2 separate regions of the Mus musculus genome follow, and region 1 is linked to region 2. A link is a contact called in public Hi-C data. All regions are on one chromosome and are shown on one strand. Each heading gives the region's core, a stretch centred on a gene start, on an enhancer-like site or on the middle of the called end of the contact. The rest is flanking DNA. Distances are from core to core; before and after follow the strand shown.

The links. A called contact is a pair of places that touch in the nucleus more often than the background predicts.
Region 1: a contact with region 2 is called in a Hi-C map of cerebral cortex, with 4 times the contacts expected there. The contact joins two enhancer-like sites. A contact is called at or near these places in 4 of 484 Hi-C or Micro-C datasets (bone marrow-derived macrophages, brain, cerebral cortex and 1 more) and 1 of 115 datasets of contacts at active chromatin or transcription factors (kidney).

Annotation. Positions count from the first base shown.
Region 1 is chr10:83,177,936-83,185,054 of GRCm38.p6, forward strand. The region is part of intron 2 of Chst11 (carbohydrate sulfotransferase 11); the gene reads left to right. Among named protein-coding and RNA genes, the nearest start is that of Slc41a2, 160 kb to the right of the region's middle. Within about 2 kb of position 4,831, at least 63 of the 459 cell types and tissues checked have an H3K27ac peak or open chromatin away from gene starts, as enhancers often do. A contact at or near this core is called in brain and cerebral cortex, where this site is marked.
Region 2 is chr10:83,045,073-83,051,840 of GRCm38.p6, forward strand. The region is part of intron 1 of Chst11 (carbohydrate sulfotransferase 11); the gene reads left to right. Among named protein-coding and RNA genes, the nearest start is that of Chst11, 63 kb to the left of the region's middle. Within about 2 kb of position 4,514, at least 34 of the 459 cell types and tissues checked have an H3K27ac peak or open chromatin away from gene starts, as enhancers often do. A contact at or near this core is called in brain and cerebral cortex, where this site is marked.

The DNA of each region.
Region 1 (7,119 bases), core at 3,581-6,080, 130 kb after region 2:
TCCTGTAGAATGTTCTCAGCTGAGTAACTAAGAGGAAGATAGGAGTGTACTCTTGATCCCTGACTTGTGAATCCTACCTTGCTAATGCTCCCCCCAAAATGGCCGTCCTTGTACCCTACAAGGTATGGAGAAAGCACATTCCGTAGAGAAGGAGGTTCGGTGGCCATGAAGATGACACCAGTGTGGGATGTTCAGTCAGGAGAGGAAGTGAGAGATGGAGGGACGGAAGATACTGTCAGGGAAAGAAGCTGGAAAACAAGCCTGTGACTCACAAGCCAAGGCCTTGCCTCTGAGCTGCAGACGTACCCTGAGGCATCCAGTTTAGTCCTGTGGTATATTAGTCAGGGTTTTCTATAAGAGCAGAACTCAGAGAATGAGTCTTTGTATACATAGAGGGATTTATTAGAGTGGCTTGCAGGCTGTGGTCCAAGTAGTTCAACAATGGCAGTTTACCATTAGAAGGGCCAAGAACCCGGTAGTTGTTCAGTCCGCAAGGCTTGATGTCTCAATCAGTTTTCAGTGTACACTGGAATCCCGAAGAAGCAGGCTCTAATGCCAGAGAAAGAATCACTTGCCAGCAAGAGGGAGGGCAAGCAGGCAAAGAGAGCATGTCCTTCTTCCATGTCCTTTATATGGCTGACAGCAGAAGGAATAGCCCAGATGAAGGATGGACCTTCCCACCTCAGAAGATCTGGATTAAAGACATGTCTTTCCACCTCAACGATTGAATGGGAAAAAAACAAAACAAAACTGTGTTGCAGGTTATCATCCCCTTGGGTTTTAGTTAACTCCAGATAGAGTAAAGTTGACAAGCAAGGATAGCCATCACACATGGATTTCCAGATGTTTCTGGTTAAAAGAGTCCAAAGACCAGAGACAATGCCTTGCCCTTCTGGGTTCTGGCCCACTTTGGAGAGTGTCCCAGGATTACTGGGCTATAGCCAAGTTCTTGAGAGATGCACGGGTCTCTTGCTGAGTGCATCTGGAGAGCCTGTGAGGGCCAAAAGGGAGTTCAGTCCTAACCCCACCCAGGTATCTGTGAAAGACAGGGCCTAGCCCTGCAAACCCATAGTTGTGCTAGGAGCTGTATGCTCACCATCCTGAAGCTCTGGCCTGCAGCAGCTAGAAGGAAACACACCCTAAGCTGCCTAAAGGTCCTCATTGTGTGTCTTGATGGGTAAACTATGTCTTTGGAAGACTAGAAGGCAAAATCATGCTCAGCGGGGCTGCAAACAGCTTAGAGGGAAAACCTGGATATCCCTCTAACATTAGGATGCATCCCACTGAGCAGGTTCTGTGCACTGACTTCAGGAAAAGTTATGAATTTGGTGTCTCCTGTGAGGTTTAGTTAAATTGTGCTGTGTGACTTTTCCTGCACAGGTGTGGACCCCAGTTAGCATATTAATGACAGACCAAAGAAACAACTCTGCCCAAACTAGCTGAGTGAATGGATGAGGTCATTGGAGTTAGTTATGTAAGTATGGATGAGAGGTTCTGTACAGGAATGTGGATAACTCAGAGGCAGCCACATCACCAAAAAGCCCACCACTGCATAAATGACAACTCACAAGAGCTCTATGCACAACTTTCAGGCAGCCTCAGAGAGTCCCCTCTCCCCAGCAATTGTTATGCCTCACAGAACAAGGGGCCTTGCAAGTCTTCTCTGTTTTAGGGACTTCCTGAGACTTGTGAGTTTCCTTTACTTCCTAAATCCTCCAAGTTTTCTTTGCTGACCTTGCTCCTGGAGGGAATGTTTCAATTCAGAGGGAAAGTTCTACAATGCTAACTTTTGTTCCTGGGGCTTCCTTGTGCCCAGGAGTTTCACTCAGCTAGCCTGTTCTCATGGATGGATCAGATAGAAGTCAAAGTCTGTAGCCTGTTTCAAGCTGAAGACTAGTACCCAGCACAGGATAGTAGGGATAAATTTGGGCTTTGTATTTTTTATGCTGTGAGACTTGGGCTCTAACAGTCATGTTAAGACTCTGACCTTCAGTTTACTGGTCTGTAAACTGCCAATCTCACCTCAAGATGGGAAATGGCTGGTCCTTGGTTGGTTGGATTCCTGAGCACAGATCTCCACAGGTAAGTATGTAGTCAGCCCCCCTTTTTCCCAGCCACCTTGGAATCAGACATGGTCATAAATAATCATGTGACCTAGAATAGCCTCCACCCTCCTGTTTCTCTCCAGACCTCTCACTGGCTGTCTCCCCAGTGCCTTCCTCGGGGCAACCCAATGGGCAGAGTGGAAGTATCCCTGCCTTTTCTTGACAGACTATAGTTTTGGGGGGTTGTTGTTTTAATTCTTTCCATAAGAGAACATATCTGGGGACATACACAGTGCTTGCCATGAAAGCATGAGGCCTGAGTTTGTATATTCAGAACCCAGGTAAAAAGTCAGGCATGCATAGTGATACATACTTTATAGTCCCAACACCCGGGAAGAAGAGACAAGGCAGGTCCCTGGGGTCACTAGTTAGCCAGCATAGCGTAATTAGTGAGGTCTGAGCTACTGAGAGAACTTATCTTACAAAATAAAATCCATAGCGGATAGTGCTTTAGGAAAAATACCCAAGGTTGACTTTGCACTCGCATGGGCGGGGTGGGGTGGGGTGGTGGAGACCAAGAGACCAAGAGACCGAGACTAACCCAATTGGGTGAGTCTGCATAGAAGTCCGGCCGCAGGGCTGTCCCCGCTGTTACCAGGTGCCTTTATTCTCCACAGCTAGAGCAACAGTTACATGGAAGCAGATGCTTTCATTTGTGACCATCAGCCGTCCCCATAGGACCGGTCCCCAGGCCCTAGCCCAACTTGCTTTTCAGAGCCTCTCTGTTCATTGCTTTGACACAGAAAATGGCACTCAGAGTGAAAAAAAAACAAAAAACAAAAACAAAAAGTTCCCAGCACCCCTCCCTTTGTGACCAGTGCAATTGTAATTACGACTAAAAGCTTCCTTCCCAAGGGCCTCCCCACCCCAGACTGGTCCAGCTTCGATGTGTCGATCTATTCCCAATCTATTCCTGGGGCCCTGGAAACACACACACAGCCTGCGGGCATACCACACATTGAATCAGCCAAGGTCTTGCCCTGGCTGCCCTATGTCCCCCAACTTCCCCCCACTACCTTTTGGGCAGCCAGTTTCTAATCTCCCCAAAGGCTTTACCGAACATCCCTATTTGGGGAAAATCAATAGATTTCCTCCTAAGCTGAACCGGCTCTTCATGCTTCCTCCTCAGAGGTCAGGGTGGGCTGATGTCACCCAAGCGCTCAAGACACCTCTGTGCACCTCACCTCTTCCCTGCCATGTGGCCCAGCACTTGGGCGCACTCACATGTGGGCGCGCACAACTCCCTGCTGGTGCCTGACTCAACAGCCGTCATAGAGCCATGGTGCTTTGGGGCCCATTTTACAAATGAGCACACAGAGGCCCAAGGAGGGAGTCTGGCCCAGCCTCTCTCCTAATCCCCTCATTTTCATCAGCCTGCCACTGCCCAAAGGATCACTCTCTTCCTGAAGGCCACTCATCTGGCCCGCTCTCAGGGACTGGCTACTTAGCTGTCCAGCGTACTGACTTCCTATGTAGGAAACTAGACCCAGGGGAGACACCCCACTAGACAGTTGGCCCCTGTAGAGTCTGGTGTGAACAAAAGTGCCTAAGCTTCTCTCATCTTCTACCCTGAACCCCCCACCCCACCCCTACCAATATCCTTCTGTCCTAGCTCTCCCAAGTGAGGCAGAGAAGCCAAAGGACAAGGACCATAGACCACTCAGAGGTTGGGTTAGGGTTAAATATTATATCCTGAAATAGATTCGTTTTGTCTCTCCTGTTAGCCCAAGCAGAGGCACTGTCCTTTAAAAGAGAACCTGCCATTTTCAGGTTTTTTTGCTCATTTTAATGAGTTCCCAAATCAGGCCAGCCCAGGAGAGCCTAGCCCACATTCCCTGCCTTGGTGACGAAAGTAGGCCACCTGCTCCCGCTGAGTTTCTGAACTTGCAGCCATCCGGACTCTACACTCCACGGGTTTCACAGAAATGTCCCCTGAGAGCTTGGGAGACCGGCTCAGTCAGCAGCAGCCTGAGAACCTGTGCTCAGTTCCTGGAACCCACGTAAAAAGCTGGGCACGTGGGGCTGGAGAGATGGCTCAGCACTTAAGAGCACAGGCTGTACTTCCAGAGGTCCTGAGCTCAATTCCCAGCAACCACACAGTGGCTCGGAGCCATCTGTAATGGGATCTGATTCATTAGAAGCTGAGACAGACTGGCAGCTTCTGACCCATGTGATGCTGTCTTTAAAAGAGGGGGAGGAAGCGGCACCTGAAGGAGCAGGGGTTACCCTCTGGTTTTCTCTGTGTGCACAGGCACACACGCGCACCTGCAAACAAATGAACCATAGTAGGGAGGGCAAAGGAGAGGGGGTATTTTCCTCGGTGCACAGAGGTGGCCTAGAACCACATACATAGCAGTAAGCCCCTTGGCTGACTCGTCCCATGCTCTGGCCTGGGATTCATCCCTGTACCTCCAGGGGGCTGCTGGTTAGAGAGACAAGGAAAGTCCTCCTCAGTGCTGCGTCCTAGGAATGGGTGGCTGAGTTGGGATTAGGTGGGCGCAGAGAAATGCTCCACCTGGGTTATGAGCAACAACCCCCTCCACCCCCACATACGCAGTAGCTCAAAAATCTACCAGTTACACGGTATTTACACCTCTGATGTCCTCAGCTTGTGGGTGTCTTACTCATCTCTGGGCTCCAGGTTGTCTGTGTGGCTGTTGTGCACCGCTGTGTATCCTCAGCTGTGACCTAAAAATCAATGCAGTCGCTTACATTCCTCAGCTAGTGAATTCAGCGATACTGGTCTCAGTGGCGCCTCCCTGTGGCCTTCCCGTTACACTGCCGTGTGGATGACAAATGGCCATCTCTCTTGAAAAAGACTTAGCAGGAGAGAGGCACTAATGTGTTGGCACAATGCTAACCCTCCTTCTCTGAGTCCTGCAAGGATTCAGCACCAAGTGCTTGAGACACACAAGACATTTAGACCTGGGCCAGCAGCCCTGCAGGCAGGGAAGGCACAGGCTGTATTCATTCACAATGTTGTAACTGTTGAAGGCTGGGCAGCTAGAGACAGTGAGGCCTGATGCTGGGGGTGGCTTCTTGGACTTTTGGGTTTGTGGGTGACTTGTGGAAGGGGTAGAAGGTGCCTAGCAGGTGGGAAAGGGAGGAATACTTTGCGGTGGTATCTGCTGGGCTGGCCCAATTCTAGCCTCTTCCCCACCAGGAATGGTACGTGGGTAACTTGTATTAATGAGGGAGATGGGGTGTTGATAGACCAGGAGGCATCAGAGATAGATCAACCAGTACAGTGCTTGCTGCACAGGCCTGAGGTCCTGGCTTCCATCCCTAGAACGGATAGGGGGGAGCAAAAAACAAACAAACAAACAAACACTGAGCATTGTGATGTGTGTCTGTTATCCCAGCGTAGGTTTCAGGCCAATAAGAAACACTGTTGTAGTAGTTGTTGTTATTGTTGTTGAAGGAGAGTGATGGACAGCGTCTAAGGAATGATACCTAATACCCAAGATCGACCTCCACAAGTACACACACACACACACACACACACACACACACACACACACACCACACACACACACACACACAATAGCCTACAGTTCTAGCATCCTGAAATCCACCGCCTGCTTTACAGTGTGTTGACTGTACTGATAGCTCATCGCGATGTTGCCCCTTTCTTCAACTGTCCAGCCAGGATGTTATTCCAGCTAATGTCTATCAGTCATTTTCTGTCAGTGAGATACCAGATGTGCATGAGTCAGGCCTCGTGAGCAGATGCCAGATGTGTCTGGCATTCCTGCAGAGCCCACTCCCGGAGAAGAATACCCAACCAGCAGTTCCTCGGGTGTAACAGAGACACCAGAGCTGATCTGATGGAAATACCCCAGGACCGTGGCTAGGAGCAGGTGCCTGGACCACCCACACTGACCGTACAGTCAGATGGCTAAGGTGGAGTCAAGGAGTTACAGTCACCAGACAACACAGGGAGTCAGCATTCAGGTTCAGTCAAGGCTTTGCTGCCTGGTTCTACTGCCAGCCCCTTTCCAGACAATCCTCCACAATGACGTTAAACAGGAAGTGAATTTCTACTTCCGTGGTGTTCACAAGACACAGGCATGGTGCCATATGTTTTTTTTCTGAGCCCTCAATCATCAAAGCAACCCCCAGAATGCACAACTATTGTCCCCATGGTACAGAATGGGGAACCAAGGCCTGAGGGCTCAAGATGCTCAGTCAAATGTTCAGTAAGGCGTGCTGAGTCTCTGGAGAGAGGCAGGAAGGAAACCACAAAGCCAAATTGTCCAGTCAGAAGCCAAGAGAACCTGCAGGGCCAAGCCATATTCTCCCACACACACACCTACCTGCCTCCCTAAAATACCACAGACAGCCCAGCCCTGGGGGGGAGTTGCCAGCCTCGAGGCTGAGAGAAGGGGCCCAGCTTCCTTCCTCCTGTCAGAAGTGACTTCCGATATCCCCAGAGTGTGTCAGTCAACAGGCACAGAGCCTGCCTGCCCCTCTGATTTCAGACTTCTGAAGGACCAGCCTCCTTGGTGTCGGAACCCTGTCCCTTCCTCACCCTTGTCCCTGTTCTGGGCCACCATTCATAGGAAGCCAGGCCAGCTTGGCAATGGTCCCATTCCTAAGCCTGAAGCCTTCTGCACCAGGCCCAAACCTCCCGGAGCCCAGAGACTGTGGGATGTAAATAAGGCCCCTCCAGCTACATCTGGCTTCCTGGAAAGGCGCCCCAACTCACGGAGCCCTGTGCAGAGCTCTTCCAACCTCTTCTGGTATCTTTGCCCTCCAGCATGGCATGACTCCTCCTCCTGTTTCCTGGGCTGACTCAGGTAGAAAGCTCCAGAGGAGTCCTCCCATGATCAAAGCTGTTTCATCAGAGCCGACTTCTCCTAAGACGAACAGCCTATCTGCTAATGCGTTGGTGCAGCTTCAGACTCTGGCTCCAAACCTCAGTAGGAGGATGGGCTGGGGCAGCAGATGTAGGCACCAGAGGAGCACACAGCAGCCTCTCCAGTCACCCAGAACCTGCACAATCCCTATACAC
Region 2 (6,768 bases), core at 3,264-5,763:
TCATGGTTAAATGGTAAGATGTCACTGACCCATTACTGTTAATGCTCTACTCTGGCTGCCAGGTCATCTGACAAGTTTTGTAGAGCTGTTGAAATCCATTCCAGGGGGTAACCTCCTTCCCTGGCTTACACTCACGGTCCAACCTTCCCCTCTTTCCCGGGAAATCCAAATTCTGGAGAACCATGGGCGCTTTAATCTGCCTCTCTTTAGATCAGGGTTCCCCACCTGTGGCCTGTGACCCTCTTGGGGGTTGCATATCAGATATCTTGCATATCAGATATTTACATTATGATTCTGTTCAGTAGAAAATTTACAGTTCCAAAGTGGTTACAAAATAACTTGATGGTGGGGGTCACTGCAACACGAGGAACTGTATTAAAGGGTAGCAGCCCTGGGAGGATTGAGGACCATTGCTATAGAGAACCACCAGTCCTCCCCAGGAATATTATGGTTGAGTAGATTAAGTGGCTGACACATAATTCTCATGGTCCTATGCTCTGGCTTCCAGTTCAGGAGTCAGATTTCCTGTCACCGCCTCTGGAAGTTGGTCCGGAAGTGTCCTTGCCAGGGCATCTGAGCCTCACCTCCTCCATTCCCTCTGACTGAGGCAGGGGGATTGCTACCTTTATTAGCCTGGCAGAGTTGATAAACTCAAGGTCTAGTTCACAGCTCCCTCTGATAAGATCTCCTTTTCTCCCACTATGTAGATGAGGTGAGCCAGCCACTACCTGACACCTCACAAGTCATTTATATTTCTGGAATCTGGCTAGACTTCATGGGTCTCAAAAACCAGCAGGCACCACTCAAACCTTTACATGTCTGACTATTTCTTTAAAAATTAAAAAAAAACAAAAACCTGTATGTGTATGAGGGCCTGCCTGCATGTATGTGCACCATATGGCTACCTGGGACCCGTGGAGGTCAGAGGAGAGTTCCAGATTCCCTGGAGCTGGAGTTGGACGAGTGGCTGTGAGCTGTCATGTGGTTGCTGGGAACTGTATCTGAGTCCTCTGTAAGAGCAGTGAGCTGGAAGAGCAGTGAGTAACCTTGACTGTCCAGCCATCTTTGCAGCCCCAATATAACCAGTTCTTTAGCCACTTGAGCCTGCTACCTTTACATATGCCACAAACAACTTTCCTTTTCTAACAAGATAGAGTAACCCATGACTTACAGAATACAACCTATCAGAATATATTCTATGAGGATAGCCTCCTGTAGCAGAGCCATACAATCCTTCCTGTCCCCTCCCCTGGCGGCTCCCTCCTCTTCCTCTGGATAGTGCCGGCATCCACCATATGCCTTTGGACTGTGGCACTGTGAGGACATTAGGCAGCCTTGTCTCAGGGCTGTTAGATGAAATTCATTTGGTTACTGTTGGACTCTTGTTTGATGGCCCCAGTCACTGGAATCCTGAACCCAGATTTGAGTACTCTCTTTCAAGCTTCTGTTGTCCTTGACACCCATTGAAGTTCTAGTTCCACATTCTTGCCATGATTGGTTATAGACTTGACGGTCGCCCTCACCCTTCCCTTGAAATGCAGACCAAGAACAGAGGGAGCTAAGAGCCCCACGTTTCAAGGACTTGAGAGTTTATAATGATGCGTGGGTGTGACCAAGTTTCCTTGGACTGCGGATTCACAGGAGGTCACCCTTCCATGTCTGTCACCAGGCTCTACACAGCCCTGGGGTGTTGCTTTCTCTGATTCTGAAAATGTGACCCAGTGGACCATGGCAACACCTCTATTTGTCCTTGATGTTAGTTAGAGGAATAAATGACACACAAAGCTCCTGGTATTACAAGGATCCTTCTAGATGCATCTTCCTTCAAGTCACACTGCCCTAACCTGAGTGTTAACCCTGGGGTTGCTGTTCTTTATTAGGAAAATGGAACACAGAGGCCCATCACCAGTGGTCATTGGCAACAAGAAGAAGGGATTCTAAGACATCTTCCGCATCACTGCAGGCTCAGGAGCTACTTAGGGAAGTCTCCTTTGGACCAGTCTTCAGGCCTGCAGGTAGCAGACATTCATTCAGAATAAAAGCATAGCTTCCCCCTGACTTCCAGATCCTTCCAAAAGGATGAAATTCTCCACGGGAAGAAAGGCCTGGGTTAGGAGGTGATTTTTGAGCAGAAAAAGAAAAGAACTGAAGTGTGATTTTTTTTTTCACCCCCTCTCTGGGGCAATGGTTTGGTTTTATTTAGAAGCAATTGTTTTGTTTTTGTTTTTTCACTTAATATTAGTAAAATAATAGAGTTGTGAGGTAAACAGACCTATCTGGCAAACTAAAGAATTAAAACATTTCTGCCCTGAATTCAGTTTCTCGGCTTAGAAGGTTGCTTTTATGAGGGGGGGAGGGGGAGGTGGGAGAAGGCACACCCAGGACGCACCCTCTTAGGTTGGTGCTCTTTGGTGACATTATGAGAGTCCTAAAGAAGAAACTGACCTTGAAGCAGACTCTGGTTTCCTAGCTAGGCTCTCGATCAGCTTTGGTGTCCCCTAAAAGCAAGAACATGTTTCTAAGACTCCTTCTCCATGTTGCTGAGACATTTACTGTCTACAGTTCCTACACAGTTGTTCTGTTGAGTGAGTGACTCTTCTACCTGATCCTGTCACACAGGCTCATCCAGCTGGTGTAGGGGGTGTGTGTGTGTGTGACTCCATTGAATGAGTGGACAGTCACATCCCCTCATGTTTCCCCCTAGGAAGGAAGGGATGAGGTTCATGTTATCCCAGGTTAGCCCCATATACTTCTGGTATGAATGATGTATTGATGCCACCCACTTCCCCTCTAGCAGACTAAAACTGTGAGATGAGTCTGGGGCTAGCTTCATAGTTCACCGTGCAGTGGGTCCTCCCGGATTTGTAATTTGCACACCCAATAAGGTCCAGGGATCCTCAGACATCTGAGCTATGTCTCAGACCGACTCCTTTGAGCTGCATCCCACAAGCATCGTGGAAGGGTGTGAGCCTCAGGAACATAAACCCCATCTGGACTGCAGGCTCCACTCTCATGGGCAGGGCTGCTAGGTGTCTACTGGCGTTAAATCTAGATGTGTGTGGCAGGCAGACAGGAGGGCTGGCGGGGTCGGAAAGCACAGGGCTTTCTGTGTTTGTGATGACATTCTGTGAACCAGAGAAAACCTCAGAGCTATAAACCAGTCTATTATTTCCCGAACGGTATCCTGCACTCATTGATGGCGTTAATGAGAATTCAACTCATACACGTATGTATCCATGGGCATATGTAAGAGGCCATAGCTTTGGATTCCATGTTAATAACAAGCAGGCGCATTCTGGAGTCAAGCACACAGAGGGATTGTGAAGGACAGTGCTTTTTATTATATTACATTAGTTTTCCTTTATGACATTTGGTAGGTCAACCCCATGGCAGCAGGTCAGCTGAGTTATGGAGGAAATGAACCTGAAAAGTGGAAGAGAGGCTGTAACGCGATAAAGCTTATCAATTCAATTTATTTCTCCTATGCTAAATGCAGTCAGCAAGGCCGGATATCTCGATGCCTGGCAGAGATGCGCGGGAGGAGATAGGTCTCAATGGCAAAGCTTCCGAAAGGCTCAGTGGGTAAAGGCACTTGCTGCCGAGCCTGGTGATCTGAGCTCAGTTTACAGGACTCACATGGTGGAAGACACGCACACACACACGCGCACACACACGCGCGCACACACACGTGTGCACACACGCGCACACACACGTGCACACACACATGCACACACGTGCACACACGTGCACACACGCGCGCGCACACACACTAGCGCACCCACACACACAAGTGCACACACACACACACGTGCACACACACACACACACGTGCACACACACACACACGTACACACACACATACACACACACACGCGCGCATACACGCGCACACACACATGCACACACAGACACGTGCACACACACACGTGCACACACACATGCACACACACGCGCACACACGCGTGCACACACACATACACACACACACACAATGGGTAGATGTTAAGCAATAAAAAAAGGTTTAGTGTTGATGCTTGGGAGCCCGAAAATCTTCTCACACTTTGGGAGAAGGTTTAGTATAAGTTTAGTGTTTGCGTTCATAAACCCAGCAAGCCAGCTTCTCAGCCCAGTGTTCACTCTGGAAAGACTTCCGACCCATTCATTGTGTGGCTCAAGGGACCAGTCAGAGCAGCCTCACAGCTGTAAGATGCTGTAAGAATCCCTCCCCTGCTGGAGAGCACCCACGTCACGTCACGACTCCTCCAGTTCACCCACAGCCGCCTGTGGATGTGGCTCTCATTCTTCAGATCGTGACAGGGCTGCACTCGGCGCTGTTCCTCACATCTTCTCACTCCTCGGCCTTGCTTCCCTCCTCTGCAAAGTGCAGAGACCGACAACAGCCTCCACAGGATTTTAAGATCATTTATAAAAATCCTCTTTCTAGAGCCAGCCAGCCAGCCAGTATGTGATGGTTGTTATGGTGATGTTTAAGTCCCACCCCTCCTGCTGATTGACGGTCCTTTGTAAGCCCTCCTGTCTGGTAGACCTGTGTTCTTCCACAGCCCTCTCTGTATGTGGCTATGTGGCAGTAGCATCCTTATCTCAGCTTGTGTCCCGAGCTCAGATTGTGCCCAGCAGTCCTAAGAATGTTAGCTTCATGGGAGAGTGTTCTAGGAACCTACAGAAGATCCCTTCAGTGTCAGGTTTGTGCACGCCCACTACCATTCACATGCACTCTGAGTTGCACACACGTGTGTGAGGAGCAAAACCTGGCCGCCAAGCAAATGCTGGCTAATAGTTTCCACAGTGTTTCACCTTGGAATGAAATAGAAAAAGAACCCAGGTAACAGGCTTCATTGTCCATTAACTTGGGACCAGGATGGAGGTATAAGTTGCAGAAGAAGTAAGACAACCAGTCCCGCTGCACTGGGAGCTCTTGGTGCAAAGAGGCAGGAGGTTTTCCTACTGCCAACCAGGTCTGCTCTGAGATGCCTATGTGTGGCTGTCCATTCCCTGGAGAGTAGTCACCAAGGTGAGCTCTCAGGTCCCATGACTTAGGTTTGTAGCAGCTCTGCCACCTTTTAGAATATTCTGTGACCTCATTAGAGACTGGAGATAGACTTAAGCCTCAGTGAGCCCTCCAGTGTTGCTTATGCAACAGAATTTTAAATTTGTTAACATTTATTACTTTCTCGGGGGTCAGGGATAGAGCCTGTGTGGAGGTCAGAGGACAACTCGAAGGAGATTGCAGAGCTGAGCTGTTGGGACTTTTTTATTATTAGAAAATTTAAATTTTTTAAATTTATGATTGTGTGTACATATGTGCATATGATGTGTGGTATGCAGGTTCACATATGTGTGGAGGTAGGAGGTTAACTTGTGGAGTTAGCTCTCTCCTGATTTTCTATGGGCTCTGGAGTTTGCCCTCAGTTCACTGGTCTCTTCACCAGCTTAGCTGTCTTGTCTGTTTCTGGGCAGCGGAGTTTTGCAAGCAAGAAGTTATCTGTGTGTTTCTTGAGTCTCTGATGTCCCATTTGTCAGGCTGTCTGTCCCTGTATGAGAGTCCCAGCTTGGGAGCACCGTGGCTGTGCATGTATGTCTGGCTCTGCGCCTGTCTGCTATGTGAACCCGGGCAAGTTACATCACTCTCTTTTGCATCTGCAAAGCAAGGTTATCAATGCTAGCGCCCCTCCTCCGGGGAAACTTCAGTGAGGTGAGGTGTGGACCGCACCAGCACCAACGTGGTGTTTAGTGATTCCAAGTGCAACAGCCATGATAAAAGCCAGGCGGTGTGGATAATCAACTACACACAGCAAGATGGGGATGGTAAGACCATGCTGTTAAAAGAGAGCTTGCCTCCTTATGGGAAGGTGTCTGTACCATCCGATGGGTTATAGGGCACTCCACTCAAAGATGAAGTTTCTTGTAGTGGCAGAGGCAGAAGGCAAAGGCAAGCAGGGTGGTGTCACTCCCTGAGACTATCCACCATGATGGCATAGCACACAGTAGGGCATCAGCTCAGAGGCTCTAGGTATCTCGTCAGGGCTTTTAGCAGTTATTTAAATCCGAGACTGAAGATCATGAATGAAGTCAGTCAATAAAGTCTACAGTTGGGTTAGCTTATGCTTTCAAGATTTTGTTTCTTTTTCTTTTGACAGGCTCTCACTCTGTAGCCTGCAGCGCACCCTGTAGCCCAGGCTAGCCTCAGACTCTACAGCCTCACTTGTACTAGCACTAGTAGTGGCATTAGGGGAGAGCTGTAGGTTTTGTTTTGTTTTGTTTGTTTGTTTGTTTTTTTGGGGGTGTTTTGTTTTGTTTGCAGAGAGAATGTATGTAAGTGAGGGTGTGCGTGCATATGAGTTGGAGACCCCAGGCTTCGGGTCTCACTTTTCTGTCCTTGTTATCCCTCAGCCTGGGTTGAGTTTCACTCACATTTATGCCTCAGCAAAATCAAATCAATTGACCATGTATCAAAGACCACAGCGAACAGTTGCCAGTGGTAAAAAACCACAGTGTTAATAGATCCGGGAATAGCTCAGCGCCAACCGCTCTAATTACAAAGCTCATGAGAAATGGAGGCTTCAGATGGCTTTGGTGAGCCAAAGAGTGAGAAGATGCCCTGATGTGGTTCACACATGTCTTCTCCTGAGAACACTGTGTGCACGTGAGTATGTGTGTGTGCAAGTGCTCTTATGAGTGTGCCTCTGTGTGTTTTCCTATGAAGGAGTCTATTGGGAAATGAGCTTTCTATCTAAGATATGACTTCCT